Linked DNA regions of Mus musculus: regions 2 and 3 are each linked to region 1. A link is a contact called in public ChIA-PET and promoter capture Hi-C data. All regions are on one chromosome and are shown on one strand. The core of a region is the stretch at or near the end of the contact, and the rest is flanking DNA. Distances in the headings are between cores, read along the strand shown.

Region 1 (4,865 bases), core at 1,276-3,775:
ACTTCTTTTACAGACTACACTTTATAGAACTGATTAGATTTCCTGTTTATTTAATGTGAGTTTGTGCCTTTTTGTCTCAATCTTCCAATACAGGTATATTGGGGGGAAAAAAGCAGTCTAATAAAATCCTAGACAGAGTTTTTTGGAGTCTAGCTTATTGGTGATGTTCCTATGTCCATTTTTCAACTTAGATGTCCTTAAAGCTCCTACTGATATCTCCCCAGTTTATTTACAGGAGAGGATTATGAGAAGATACAGTGGTATTTCTGACATTTTATGTAAATAAAGTATTCCTTGTCCAAAAAAGTCACTTACAGTATGGATTCGGGCTGGGGTATGGTATAGCTCAGTGGTAGTATTTACCTAACAGGCATTAAAAAAAAGGTCAATTAAAATAGTCCCATGTCAGCCGGGCGTGGTGGCTCACGCCTTTACTCCCAGCACTCGGGAGGCAGAGGCAGGCAGATTTCTGAGTTCGAGGCCAGCTTGGTCTACAAAGTGAGTTCCAGGACAGCCAGGGCTATACAGAGAAACCCTGTCTCAAAAAAACAAAAGACAAAAAAAAAATTAGTCCCATGTCAATTCAGTTTTCTTATGCAGCAGTGCACATCTGTAAGCCATTTTTGCTTTTGTCTCTCTTTTACTCTACTAAGCAATACATTTATTTTTTATTCTTAATTTTAAGTCATGGACTTAAAATATTTTATTAGTTTCAGGAGAAAAACAACAGGGCAAGCAAACTGTAAATCTTGGCAACTGCCTGAAAGAAGTCTCCCTTTTGAGCAGTCACATGGTGACAAGGTTGGGTAGAAAGAATGAAAAAACCCAAAGCACCAGGAAGAGCATGCCTGGGCTTCAGAAATAAAGAAGAAAAAAATCATACTCTGGGGGCTGGAGAGATGGCTCGGCGGTTATGTACTGTTCTTTTAGAGGAGCCGAGTTCAATTCCTAGCACCGACATCTCAGTTTACAACTGCCTAGAACTCCAGCTCCAGAGGAACCTGATGCTTCAAGTCTCCCAGACCTGCACTCTGGTGCACATGCTGGCGTGCACGTGCACACACGCACAATAGAAATAAAAAGCTTGTTTAAAGGCATGGTGCCACGGGGTTTTAATCCCAGCCCTTGGAAGGCAGGTGGATCTTTCTGTGTTTGAGGCTAGCTTGGCCTAATGAGAATACTAGACCAGGTTTGTTAATTTCACTGCAAGTGGACGAGGTTAATGTGCACCACTGGCATGCTTAGTACCCAGAGAGGGGAAAGGGCAACTGGAATTAGAATGATTATGGGCCACCGTGTGGGTGAAGGGAATCAAACCCAACTTCAGTGGTCTGTAAGTGCTCTTAACTTGTGAGCCCTCTCCAGTACTTTCAGCTTTATTACTGTGTTTATGGCTACAACTGTGATTCTTGTCTTCCATCCAGGGGTAAAGCTCAGGTGGTTAGTTAGACTTGGTAGAAGTTGTCCCCTTCCCTTCCATTTTGAGAATGAATCACAGCACAGTTCGAATGCCCTGAAACTTTAAGGTAGCCCAAACTGGACTCAAACTTGGAGTAACCAATCTCGGTGAGTTTTGGAAATAACATCACTACACCGGGTTCCAGAACATGTATTTCAGGTAGTGGAGCTTTTGTGGGTTCTTGAGGCATCACTGGGTAGCTGGTACTACAGTGTGCTAAAACAACACTCCCATTTCCCTGGGGGAAGTCATAACTGTAAAAACAACCCCATGCACTATCCCCCCTACCCCTCAAAAATTAAGACCCAGAGATCTAAAGGAAATAATAAATCGAAGTGTCTGGCAAAGTAAACAGTCACCATGAATATACACCAAATAGCAACGGCTTGTTTTTCATTCACTGATAGCTCTCGGGGATCCTAAATTATTTTGCTTTGTATTCAGCAAAACTAGTTTCAAGTTGGGCGTGGTGGTGTAATCTCAGCTGAGGTCGGAAAATCAACTTGGTCTGTATAACAAGCCCCAGTACTTACTAGCAAGACTGTCTCAGATGGAAAAAAAAATTTTTTTAAATGACGATCACCAAGTCACTTAAATGAATGGAAGTGTTCTCTGACCCCTATGAGGGCGCCAAGGAACATGAGAAATTACTTATAGTGTGGGCGAGAGAGGCCGAACAGACTACAGTGAGGCTCCCCATCCTGTCCACTCCCGGTTTCTGAGGGTGGGCAGGCGACAGCGAAGACCGTACGCTGCGGGACGATCACGAAGCAGCCCGAGTCCTCGAGCCGCAGCAACTTCCGCCCTCAACGCTCCTCACGCCCGCGCCCTTGCGCAAAGCAGGCTGGGAATGCGGAGCCTAGGTGGCCCCGCCACCGCCCACTCCCGCGTCCGGGCCGGCGGTATGGCGTCGGGAGTGGATGACATGTAGAGCCCGCCTCTCTGAGCCTGGCTCAGCTCCGCCTCTGGGCGGTTCGCTCTGCTGTAAAGCCCCGCCTCTGTCCTCCAACCGCACCCCAAAACCCTAGACACTCTGGATCCACCTCCTACGGAAGCCGAAGCGCAGTCCGAATCCGGAAGAAAAACAATCCGGAGGGAGCAGTGCTGCTGAGACCGGAGACCAAGGGCTGCTCCGGCTCGCACTAGATGCAGCACGGAGACAGGAACACACCGGGTTACCGCGAGGGAATAATGTCGGCTGTGAGTCTAAGGAGGCCGAGCGCACCGAAAGGCTTTGCACTCAGGTGAGGACGCAGGTGTAGGCCGGTCGGTTCCTGGCGGTTAGCTGTCTTCAGCCCAGTCTGATTTGTGGGGCTGGATTTCAAAACCACAGTAGGATCAAGGCTGCCCTAGTTTAGATACCCGAATTCTGTCAGGCCAGTACTGAAAGGGCTATGTTAGGATTGATGCACGCTCTAAACTTTGGCTGCCGAGTTGGTCACTGCAGATGCTCCCCAAGCAAGTGTCCAGTTGATTCTTGGAGCAGACAGGGTTAGATTGCTAAGGACCAACATTTGCCCCTACAGTTGTAGATTAGAAGTTTTGTTCCTGTTTTTCAGCAGTACATCATGGGGTCTTCTTGATCGGGCTGTGATCTCTAGAAATCCGAAATCAGATTTAGATAAGATCCTTTAGCGAGGTAAAGCCTGGTCTCATGCCCGCTCTTAAATCACGAGGAACACTGCTAATCGTCCAATTGAGCGTAATTCGCGGTGCATGGATTTGTTACTAATCATCAAAGTTGAGGATTGGGATGCCAAATCCCGAGTTTTATTTTTTATCCACTTAGAGTGGGAATACAAGGAGCCACTGAGTAAAGAAACCGGTTACCTGCCGGACAGCAGGGGGAGACTGTAAACAGACAAAATGACAGTCTCTCAGAGGACTTGAGAGGAAGGTTTTTGTATTATTTTGTTTATATTCATAGGGAGAGGCAGGGAGCTGCTTGAAGCTAACCAGGAATTTTTTTGTTTTGTTTTGTTTACAAGTCACACTTTAAGAACAGGCTCTGGTGGAGAAGGAAATGCCCCCCTCCCCTTTTTGGGTGGCTCTGCGGGATCTTGTGCTTCAGTGCCTCGGTATTCTTGGAACTCAGGTTTCATCTGTAGAGTCTGAGCTCCTGCTTGCTCTGTCCTGGAGACAGTCTGGGCTTCTTGGAGTGTTGCTATAGCAACACCCTCACTGAAGGTCTCCCTAAGTCTTCGCTTTTCTGAACTTGTGATGGATGTGGTGGTATTTAAGAGCTGTTGATTATTTCTCCTGATACTGAGACTTGTGGAGAGCGGAGGTTGGAATGTTATGTACCAACTGGCGACTTGTCCCAAGAGAGAGTAGACTCGTGAGACAGATAATAAGAAACCTGTTACTCAGAAACTTGTCCCTAGGCTACGTGAAGGCCTTGGCAGGATTTGTTGTGTGCCAAGGATCTGCAAGGTAGGAGAGGGGAAGGGAATACGCTGTCAGCCTCTCTCTTTCTGAGTTTCTGTTCTCGTAGCTCTGAAGCACATGGCCATGCTCAGTCAACCTCCAATTCCCTCTCGGTGCTCTTGGGAACCCATAGGTTGAGGAGTAAGCATGCAGAGTTGCTGACTGGGCCACAGAGGATGAGTGAGGTTTCTGTAGCTGGAGGGGCTAATAGGTTCCTGTCTCTCAAACGCAATCATTCTTTCCTTCTGGCCAATGGCATTTGAGCTCCCTTTGGCAGCTCTGTGCCAGGTACTGCCAGCTATGGGCGACTGTAAACCTGCCTAGAAGAGCCAGTTGGAGGGAGGGAAGAGATTCCTGCTTTCCAGGCATGAAAGGGAAGGTGAAAGCTGGGTAATCCACTGCTCCTTTTCCTCTTTCCTACCACACGATGCAGAAGCAAGCTGGGCATAGTGAGATTAACAACGTTAATCTCAGAATTTAGGAGGCAGAAGAAGGCTGATCTCCGTAAGGAGTTGAGGCCAGCCAGGGCTGCATAGTGAGACACAGCCTCAAAAGCACCAAACAAACAAACATGCAGACACATTTCCCATGATCACTGCAGCGGAAGCCTTGCACATACCTAGGTCTTTGCCTGCTATCTGGAAAAATCTTAGCCTCCATCCCCTGTGACTTAACATCCTTTCCACAGCGTACATGTTGTGACGTGGAATGTGGCCTCCGCAGCCCCCACTGTAGACCTCAGTGACCTACTTCAACTGAACAACCAAGACCTGAATCTGGACATATATATCATTGGGTAAGTGTCTGAAGGGCCCCTGCACCCCCTATCCCTGTAGAGGGCTGATGTAACCTGTCCTCGCTTGTGTTAGAGTCTGAAGGGGAGGAGCTTTCATCCTCCCTGGGTCCAGTCTTGTGTTTCTTGTCCTGGGTCAGCAATGGTTATGGGTTGGAGGTCAACAGCCACACAGCTAGGAAAGGG
Region 2 (4,865 bases), core at 1,222-3,721, 230 kb before region 1:
GCATCCTTGGGCCAATAAAAAAGGTCTTCTGGCTGTAATAAAAAAGCCCGTTGAGGGCAGTGAGCCATATCCCTCCATGCCTTGTAGACAGCCTATCCTGAAAATGAGCGAGGAGCACTTTCTTGGCTTCTTTCTTCCTGCCCCAGCAGCTTGGAAACGTATCCACTTTCACCCGTGTTTTGTTGTTTTTTCTGAGATGATAGGGCAGAGTACCCAACCTCATATAGGCTAGGCTAGTGTCTATCACTGAGCCAGGACCCCAACCCAGCACCACCATGCCAGTCACGTGATGACTAGGCCAGCCCCTCGGTAGAGTAGGCATTGACTCTCTTGGTGTGACTAGGAACTGTGGGTAATCTCTCTCCAGGGCCTCACGAGAGCCGGATGGGCGTTGCTGAGAGGCAGCAGAGGCTGAGTTCTCAGTACTTCTTTGACTGCCGCTGTGGGGCCTGTCACGCTGAGACACTGAGAGCAGCTGCAGCTCCCAGATGGGAAGCCTTCTGTTGTAAGACTTGCAGAGCGCTCATGCAGGTAAATCTCTGCTGTTCCCAGGGGCAGGGCTCCAGCTAAAGGTTGTCAGTCGCCAGGAGAACCATTCCTGCTTCCCTTCTTGTAACTCCTCCCTACATGTCGCCCGGTCCTGCAGAAAACACAGGTTGTATTTCCTAATATTTTCCCTATAAGTGACACAAAATCTTAAATTACACAAAGGGACCAAAAAAAAAAAAAAAAAAAAAGCCCTAGAAATTTACTTGCTCAAATAAGTCATCAAAAGTTGTGCATCAGGCCTAGCACTTGGGTACTGGTAACCCTAGCACTCAGGAGGCTGAGGAAGAAGGATCTCAAGTCGGAGGCCAGTCTCAAGTGACACCCCATCTAAGAGATCACCATTCCAAGGAGCTATTTCAGAGATGGTTTAATCTGGGGACCCAGATTGTGGATTTTCTGTCTGTTCAATTCCATCTCTCTGTGCTGGCCTCATCAGACACACTCTGTAGTAACTGTGGGAAAATCCGACCCACATAGTTTTCCCTCAGCCTTTGACCCAGAGGGAAGAGCCACAGTGGAGAGCATGAGAGCAGACCCTTGGGTGCTACTGCCAGGTAATGGTGTAGACACTGGAGTCTTCAACATTCATGCCCCAATGCAAAATGGTCTCCACACCAGAGCATGGCATTCTCATTAGAAATAAGTAAATGGAATTGGCTGTGTTGAAAATTGTAAAGCCAAGGGTCAAGAATGAAGCCTTCCCCAGCATGTTTTGTTTTGTTTTGTGTTTTAGGCAGCGTCTCTCTGTGTAGCCTTGGCTCCTGCCCTCTGCTACCTCTCCCAGGTGTGCCACCATGCTGGGCCTAAGCGCCCTGTGCATTAGTGCTCCCTCGATCCTGCTCACTCTTGAGACAGTCTTCCTTCTACTCTGTATCCCCAGATAACCTAGAGTTCACTTCAGAGCCCAGGCTGGCCTCAAACTTGAGATCCTCGTGTCCCAGCTTCTCAAATGCAGTGATATTTACAGGCCTATACCTGGCTTTCCCTGATAGATTCCTAGTAAGATGATTATCCTTTGAGCCATATCTCTCTTCTGCTTCTTCCTCTCTTCCTGCAGGGTTGATCTAGAATTTATTCTAAAGCTGACTGGCCTCAGAATTGCCATCCTACTGCCTTTAGTTTCCAAGTGCCACTTTACTGCAATGTGTCACCACATCCAGAGTTCTGTGTTTGTTTATTTGTCTGTTTTTGAGACAGGGTTTCTCTGTGTAGCCCTGGCTGTCCTGGAACTCACTCTGTAGACCAGGCTACCCTCAAATTCACTGAGATCTGCCTGCCTCTGCCTCCAGAGTGCTGCTGTACACTACCACCACCCATCCAGCTTTCTATATTGGTTTTCCTATGGCGTTTTAAAATAGCCATTATACGTGTGTTTATCATCTAAAGTCCTGGTCCCAAAAGGAGATGAGAGGGGCTGCTAAGGTGAAAAGGATTACAAACGCTTATCAATTCTGTTCAAAAATTAAACCTCAGAGTGGGATTAGCTGCTTCTTTCATTAGAATTGCTATCAGAATTCACTCAGGCCTTGTTTGCGTGTGTTATTGAAGAAGTCTCTTCCTCATCAGGTCAGTGACTCCTTAGCTCAAGTACATGCAATATGCAGTATTGATAACTGTTCTCGCTTAGGAATAAAAATAGAACTGACTTCCACAGGGAAATGATGTGCTGAGCTGTAGCAACGAATCTTGCACAAACTCTGTCAGCAGGGACCAGCTAGTCTCTCGCCTGCAGGACCTTCAGCAACAGGTCTGCATGGCCCAGAAGCTTCTCCGAACCGGTAAACCAGGTGAGATTGGCTCCCTCGCCCTAGGCCTCAGCCCTTCCCTTGTTTATTTTGGTATCACCTTGCCTTACTGAGCAGTCCTCAATAAATGACTGAGGACTTGAATTTAATTATCCCAGCACCAGCCACAAGATGGCTATGTAGGCCAGTGAGACCAGACTGTGACCAGCTGTTACTCTGGTGCCCTTGAAAGTCTTCCTGATGGTTTAAGCTGTGTCTGCTGCGCCAGATAGTTCTAGCAGCTCGAGCACCAGAAAGGCTGTCTGACTTCCATGGGCTTTGTGTGGCTCCAGAGGTCCAATGCCATCATCTGATTCCCAGCTTAAGGACCTAAGCTCCGAGAAGGTTGCTCTGCCCTCAGCAGCAGCAGCAAGTCCTGAGTGCTGCCTGGGCTCGTGGTGTGACTCAGGAGTAGAGCTCGGTAGCTAGCCTGAGCTGAGAGCTGAGAGAAAGAAAGGACTCCTCTCTTTTCAGAAAGGGATTTGCAGAACTCGATGTTAGACCCTGACATGGTAGGAATCTGTTTTGACTATTCTAGCCTAGATTCTGAAGTTGACCTTTAGCCTAGAGTCAAGAAAACTAATGATTACAGGAGGAATGTAGAGTTGGTTGTTAAATGTTGGTTGGAAAATGGATGTTAGAAGCCCAGGGTAAATGTGAGGAAGCCTCATCTAACACCTCTTTTACTGAAAGAGAAAACATAAGCAACCAACAGCTTCCCTGGAATGCCCGGCTGTTGACTCCGTGAGATAAAGAGGCATTTTCACTTTGACCTAACCGATAGAGACCTTGCAACGTGGTCTCTCGTGTCCAGGACTAGATCTGTATCTGTTGTGAGGCATTTTTCCTTTGAATCCATAGAGCAAGCCATTCAGCAGTTGTTGCGGTGCCGGGAGGCTGCTGAGAGCTTCTTGTCAGCAGAGCACACCGTACTGGGGGAAATTGAAGATGGCCTGGCCCAGGCCCATGCTACCTTAGGTATGCTACCTTAGGTATAGCCGGAGTTCTCCTTCCCTGCCGTGTGTTCAGTGCGGCCCTTGCCTTGTCTGTTTGGTTCTCTCTTGCCATCTGAATTGACGCTCTTCTCCCTCCCATTCTGCATTCCTTGCCCCCAGAGCCTTAGGCTAATGGTGTTTCTTTTCCGGAATGAGACATTTCTCTTCTCACAGGGAACTGGCTAAAGTCTGCTGCCCATGTACAGAAGAGTCTCCAGGTGGTTGAAACTCGCCATGGGCCATCCAGTGTTGAAATTGGCCATGAGCTCTTCAAACTGGCCCAAGTCCTATTCAATGGGTAGGCCTTTCTTTTTCCTAGTGTTTGGCCAGGGCACACAGTGCTCTGTGTTTTCCTAGGTGCTTCTGTGTATGGCTTTTTGCTACAGTGCTTTAAAGCATGTTGAAACTCTTTTATTTCCTCTTTAGGACAGATATTTGCCCTCTGCTTCACTGATAGACTTTAAGCTTTGAATTCCTTCCTGAGGATGTGGAGAAAGCCATTAGGTCTGCATGGAGCTTCCCAGGGAGGATTTGGAGGCAGCCTCACCCGCCTCTAGCATTCCTGTCTGCTTAATCACACCTCCCTTGGCTGCCTCAGTCCCTGCTCTCTCAACTCCAGGGCTCGGCCCTTTCCCTGGTTTGCCTCTTATTCCTTTTAAAGCAGTGGTTTTCAACTAGAAGGGATTGCAAATGGCATTTGGCAGTGTTTAGAGACAGTTTTGATTGTTATGGCTGCCAGCATCTAGTAAAGGCTAAACCTACAGTGCACAGGACCGCCTCCACAGTGGAGAGACCCAAGTTAGCTATGTGAAGGCTGAGAATCCCTGCTTTGGAGATTAAAAAAGGAAGCTGAGGGAACCACTCAGTTGGAAGCACCCTTGGTGGCATGCACAAGGCCCTGGTTCTGTCCCTAGCTCTGCACAAAAAATAGAATACAAGGAAGAGTAACCCTAATGAGCTGGTCCCTCACCCAGTGTGCCACTGAGGTCACTTGAAGGGAAGTCTAGCCCCAATTTAGTATTTTTTGTGGCTGCCATACCTCCAGCCTTGATCAAATCTCATGGTATACATTGGTAAGAAAAAGGGTTTGAAACATAGACCTGATACTCGGACATGGAAACAGTATGTTTGGTCAGAGAGAGCGAAGGACCTGATAGACGAGGGCAATATCAGAGAGAGGGCATCAGTCGGGTTAGACACGAGCATTCCACAGTGAGCAGCTCTGGATAAGCTTTTATAAATGCTGGTTAAGGTTTTGAATTTGCCCAATTTTGTCAGGATCCCAGAGTCTATCACAAACATACACAGTTTTCTCAAATCTGCTTTGCAGTATGCCCGTGAATGTCTCTTATCTATACTTTCAGATGGTAAGACCCTGAGGGCAGAGGAACTCAGACCCTTTGTGCCCCCTGTAAGACCCTGGGGGATGCAGTGGACCCGACTTTGTGTTCTCTGCACAGAAAGGAGTCCACTTTCGTTGAGACTAAGGAAGGGAACTGACAAGCTTCCCTTTCTGGCTTCAGGTTGGCAGTGCCTG
Region 3 (4,865 bases), core at 1,308-3,807, 140 kb before region 1:
TAGCCAGGTGGTTGTGGCTCAAAAAATAATGATAATAACAATAATAAAAATAATGAAAACAGAGGCTGGAGAGATGGCTCAGCGGTTAAGAACACTGACTGCTCTTCCAGAGGTCCTGAGTTCAGTTCCCAGTAACCACATGGTGGTTCACAGACATCTGTAATGGGATCTGATGCCCTCTTCTGATGTGTGTCTGGAAACAGCTACAGTGAAAGTCATTGCAAGGACTTTACAATAGTGACCATGATAACATTGAAGCTAGACTTGCTACTACTGCTGAGTGTGTCTGCTGGCTCTTTCTAAGGAGTAATGTTAGCTTTTTGTCCTAAATTTGTTTCCTTCCTTTCCTCTCTCCCTCTGCTGTTTTTTCTTACCCCTCTTTTACTTTGCTTTCCCCTCTCATCTCCTCTCTTAACAGAGTTGTCCTATGCAGCCCAAATGCCATCTTCCTGCCTCAGCCTCCCCAGTGTTGAAAAATACTCTTTCCACAGGTTATGTTAGGAGACTGGAGTCTGCTCAGTCGGGGAGGGAGCCTGGGTCAAGTTCTGAGCTCAATTCCTTTTCTTTCTTTCTTTCTCTCTTTCTTTCTTTCTTTCTCTCTTTCTTTCTTTCTTTCTTTCTTTCTTTCTTTCTTTCTTTCTTTCTTTCTTTTAAGACAGGGTTTCTTTGTATACCCTGGCTGTCCTGGAACTCACTTTGTAGCTGGCCTGGAATTCAGAAATCTGCCTGCCTCTGCCTCCCAAGTGCTGGGATTAAAGGTGTGCACCACCACTGCCCAGCCCTGGGCTCAATTCTTAACATTGTGGAGAGAAAAGTATTGTAGCTGTTCTGGCCACCTGGAATTACTTTGTTTCTGATCTTTTGCTGCAGTCAAATCCTTCTCATCCATCTTTCCTCGTCAGGCTATAATATAGACTCTCCTTGCAATACTTGGAAATGCTCTACAGTCAGCTACATCCTCAGTCCTGCTCCTATATTTTTTCCTAAGCTTCCTTCTAAGGTCTTTATTGGTTTATGATTTACACAGAACATTTTTTTTTCTTGTCTATAGCATGCGTTAGAGTGATCGTTGCCAGATAGAGGAAAGAGAAATGAGAGAAGAAGGTCGTTACCAGTGAAATTCCCCAGAGACATTTCTAAGTTTTCTAGGTTATCTCCTTTCCATCTCCCAAAGAAGCACGATTATTTGTTTTGATACAGTCTCTCTCTAGATCCTTGGCTGTGCTGTACTGGAACTTGCTATGTAGATTTGGCTGGCCTTGAAAACACAGAGATCACCTGCCTCTGCCTCTCAAGTTCTGGGATTACCATCATGGCTGGCAGGGTTTTTATTTTTATTCTTCAGTTAATTTTGTTGCTTGAAGCTCCAGGCATTAAATCTAGTACGTTACTTCTAATAATCAAGCATTAAGCTCAAAATCTGGCGCCCTGAAGTCAGATTACCATGCTATGCTTGCCAGTGCTCATCATGCTGTGTTACAAGAATCTTTAGGCGTTGGGAGAGACAGCTTAGGGGTTAAAAAGATTTACTGCTTTTGCAGGGGACCCAGGTTCCCAGCACCCAAGTGGTAGATCATACCTATCTCCATTCCAGGGGAGCTAATGTCTTCTTTTAATCTCCCTGGGTACCAGGCATGTCCGTGGTGGGCAGACATACATGAAGGCAAAACATTAATGATTCTTTGTTTTGTTTTGTTTTGTTTTGTTTTTGAGGTTTGGTAAACACTATATAGCCGAGGAAGAATTTGAATGTCTTTTTGAAAAAAAAATATTTTATGTATATGGGTTGTTTGGGTTGCATGTATGTATGTGCACCATGTGTGTTCTGTATCTACAGAGGGCAGAAGAGGGTTTTCAGATCCCCCTAGAATCAGAGTTTCGGACAGTCGTGAGGCACCATGTGCTGGGGATCACACCAGGTTCTCTAGAAGAACAGCTAAAGCTCTTAATCGTTTAGTCCTCTTTCCAGGACCAGACTTTGAATTTATGACTATTCTGCCTTTAACCTCCCGCCCCTCCACCCCCACCCCCCACCCCCCACCAGTGCTGAGATCCTACAGGTCTATGCATTGCCAGAAATGGAATGAACCAAGGGCCTCCTGTACAAACTGAAGTACATTCCCATCCCAGATCATCATACATTTTTGCCAGCCTTCCTTCTGCCTTGGATGGTCCAAGAGTTATTTGACTCTTTGGTACATAGTTACCACTATTAACAGTAATGTAATGAAGGAATAGAAGAACAAAGGATTCATTGAGTAGGAGTTAGTACTACATATCAGCTCTGAATTCATGAGAATAAATATAGGGGAAATGTGCAACGTACGCAAACTTATTAAAATTGTATGGCTTTGGCTTTTGAGGAACAATATCAATAGCCAATTAAATGTCAGATCTATTAGAGAGGGCTCCTAAACTGACTGGCAGAAGGCGGGGCGTGAGCCTACCCTGACCACACCCCTCGCCCTGAAATCCGCTTTTAGACCCGCCTCTCCGGCTCGGGCTGCAACGTCAATTGGAGATGTCGCTAATCCATCAGAGCATCTCGGCGTCTATTGGATGAGCTTCTGAGCCTGGTTGCGCACTTCCTGGAGTTGGGAACGCGGAGCGGACGTCGTCTTTCCGCCATTGCTCTGCGAGCCTAGCCGCTACCTGAGTGAGGGGCGACAGGTGGGTGGTGGGCGTCTGAGGCTGAGCGCAAGGTAATCGAGTGGGCCGAGCGGCCCGAGGAGCTGCGCCAGGCCCGGGTCCCGAGCGCTCAGCCCGGCTAGAGTGCAGGCCAGGGGGCTCCGGACGTGTTCCATCTGCCCCTTGTGGGCCCGGGCCTAGCTCATTAGTTTTGGCCTGCCTCTCTATCCCAGATTCTCCCGGCATGGCCGGAGTGTTTCCTTACCGAGGGCCGGGTAACCCGGTGCCCGGCCCTCTAGCCCCGCTGCCGGATTATATGTCAGAGGAGAAGCTGCAGGAGAAAGGTGAGAGGCGAACGGGAACGGCGTGCGCGGGCTCGAACGTGTAGGCGGGTTTCATTTCTTCCCTCCATAGGCAGGTCATCAGGGGTGTGCTTATTAGCAGTATTTACATTTTTAAAAATTGAGTCCAATCATTGAAAGTTTGGAAGTGCCTGTTATTTTGCAGGAGCTTATTGTGTACGTGTGTGTGTGTAAAATGCATCAATGACGATAAAACCTGTTTCCTTATAGGGTTTGCATTACTATGTAGGAATTAGACAACAACCCTCCCCAAAACATCTATAGCAAAAATATCAGGTGGTTTGGGGTAGTAAAATGGCAGGATACTTGGCAGTGAGTATTTCTCTTCACAGCATGCCGAGGGTTGCCCCAGGGCAAGAGTTAGGGATAATTAGGGTAAATGTGTGCAGCCCTTTAAGCTGAGGTGCTTTTCTAGCTCGAAAATGGCAGCAGTTGCAGGCCAAGCGATATGCAGAGAAGCGGAAATTTGGGTTTGTGGATGCTCAGAAGGAAGACATGCCACCAGAACATGTCAGGAAGATCATTCGAGACCATGGAGACATGACCAACAGGAAGTTCCGTCATGACAAAAGGGTCTATTTGGGGTGAGTAACATCCCAGGATAATATCATATGGAGTTTGACTTCTTTCCTTCCTCTGCCCCTTCATTGACAGTGCTGGATAGAGGGACTAGCATTTGGAATGTGACTTTTTAACTGAGACAGTTTCCCTGTGTGGGCATTTTTGCCCTGGATTTAGCTCTGTAGACCGGGCTGCCCTTTAACCGATAGGGATCCCCATGCCTCTGCCTCCAAAGAGCTGGGATTGAAGGCAGATGTCACCGTGTCCAGCATGGAACATGGCTCTAGGCTGTACATAGGATGACTGTAGGAGTAAGGCTAGGACCACTGGGATTCTGTGATAGTTTCCAGATCGTCTACCTATGCCATTGATTGTTTTGCTTTGCCCTGCTGGTGTTGTTGTAAAATGTCTGGTATTGTGGAACTGTTTGAAGCTCAAATTAAGACACTAGGCATTCTGGATGCCTCTTTGGTCACTATCATTCAGAGGTTTAGGATAGTTCATTCCTGGGGTCGCTCTTTTACTGTTAATTCTTCCACCTCAAGCTGCAGAGATTCTTAACATTCCATTTGGATACAAAAATTTGGCCTGTTAATTAATTGATGTGGGGGAAGCCTTGGAAGTTTTTTTGTTTTGTTTTGTTTTTGTTTTTTTTCCTTTTTAAAGATTTATTTAATTCATTTATATGAGTGTACTGTAGATGTCTTCAGACACACCAGAAGAGGGCATCAGATCCCATCACAAATGGTTGTAAGCCACCATGTGGGTGCTGGGAATTGAACTCAGGACCTTTGGAAGAGCAATCAGTGCTCTTAACTGCTGAGCCATCTTTCTAGCCCCACCTTGAGAGTTTTATTGCAAAAAATAATTTCTTAGCCAAAAAATAATTTCTTAGCCAGGCAGTGGTGGTGCACGCCTTGAATCCCAGCACTCGAGAGGCAGAAGCAGGCTGATTTCAGAGTTCAAGGCCAGCCTGGTCTACCGAGTGAGTTCCAAGACAGCCAGAGCTATATAGAGAAACTCTGTCTTGAAAAAACCATTAATAGAAATAACAATACATGATGTGAATAAAAGTACGACGGCAAAAAAAAAAAAAAAAGAAATAACAATAACAACAACTTCTTGCCGGGCAAGGTAATAGCATACGCCTGTAACCCCAGCACTTGGGAGTCTGATTACTTTGAGTTTGAGGATGGCCTGGTTTACAGAGTGAGTTCTATAACTGATAAGGCTGGACAGAGAAACTCTGTCCTAAAAAATAAAACATCAACAACAAAAATAACTTAAGCAGCCGTGGTAGTGTTTGCATGTAAT

The links. Promoter capture Hi-C pulls out the DNA fragments that hold promoters and counts their contacts. ChIA-PET counts read pairs in DNA pulled down with a chosen protein or histone mark.
Region 2: a promoter capture Hi-C map of liver shows a contact between it and region 1, with 2.3 times the contacts expected there. The contact joins the enhancer-like site here to the promoter of Inpp5k in region 1. A contact is called at or near these places in 5 of 39 promoter capture datasets (the HPC-7 cell line, hippocampal neurons, liver and 1 more), 1 of 15 datasets of contacts at CTCF or cohesin (large pre-B cells), 4 of 484 Hi-C or Micro-C datasets (the HL-1 cell line, large pre-B cells and muscle stem cells), 5 of 115 datasets of contacts at active chromatin or transcription factors (the 230-238 cell line, bone marrow-derived macrophages, embryonic limb bud and 2 more) and 3 of 9 other capture datasets (adipose tissue, liver and pancreatic islet).
Region 3: a contact with region 1 is called in an RNA polymerase II ChIA-PET map of effector CD8 T cells, with 52 read pairs. The contact joins the promoter of Prpf8 here to the promoter of Inpp5k in region 1. A contact is called at or near these places in 7 of 39 promoter capture datasets (the 3T3-L1 cell line, the C10 cell line, the HPC-7 cell line and 4 more), 6 of 115 datasets of contacts at active chromatin or transcription factors (the SCID.adh cell line, bone marrow-derived macrophages, effector CD8 T cells and 2 more) and 3 of 9 other capture datasets (adipose tissue, liver and pancreatic islet).

Annotation. Positions count from the first base shown.
Region 1 is chr11:75,628,495-75,633,359 of GRCm38.p6, forward strand. Inpp5k (inositol polyphosphate 5-phosphatase K) reads left to right here and starts at 2,526. Exons shown (of 12, transcript NM_008916.2): 1 at 2,526-2,703; 2 at 4,575-4,682. The coding sequence starts at 2,606. Pitpna (phosphatidylinositol transfer protein, alpha) reads left to right here. Exons shown (of 12, transcript NM_008850.2): 12 at 1-310.
Region 2 is chr11:75,399,915-75,404,779 of GRCm38.p6, forward strand. Smyd4 (SET and MYND domain containing 4) reads left to right here. Exons shown (of 11, transcript NM_001102611.1): 7 at 368-531; 8 at 2,204-2,336; 9 at 3,195-3,311; 10 at 3,503-3,626; 11 at 4,852-4,865. Among named protein-coding and RNA genes, the nearest start is that of Serpinf1, 20 kb to the right of the region's middle. Within about 2 kb of position 2,472, at least 141 of the 459 cell types and tissues checked have an H3K27ac peak or open chromatin away from gene starts, as enhancers often do. A contact at or near this core is called in the HL-1 cell line, adipose tissue, embryonic limb bud and 5 more, where this site is marked.
Region 3 is chr11:75,484,220-75,489,084 of GRCm38.p6, forward strand. Prpf8 (pre-mRNA processing factor 8) reads left to right here and starts at 2,558. Exons shown (of 42, transcript NM_138659.2): 1 at 2,558-2,972; 2 at 3,406-3,574. The coding sequence starts at 2,873.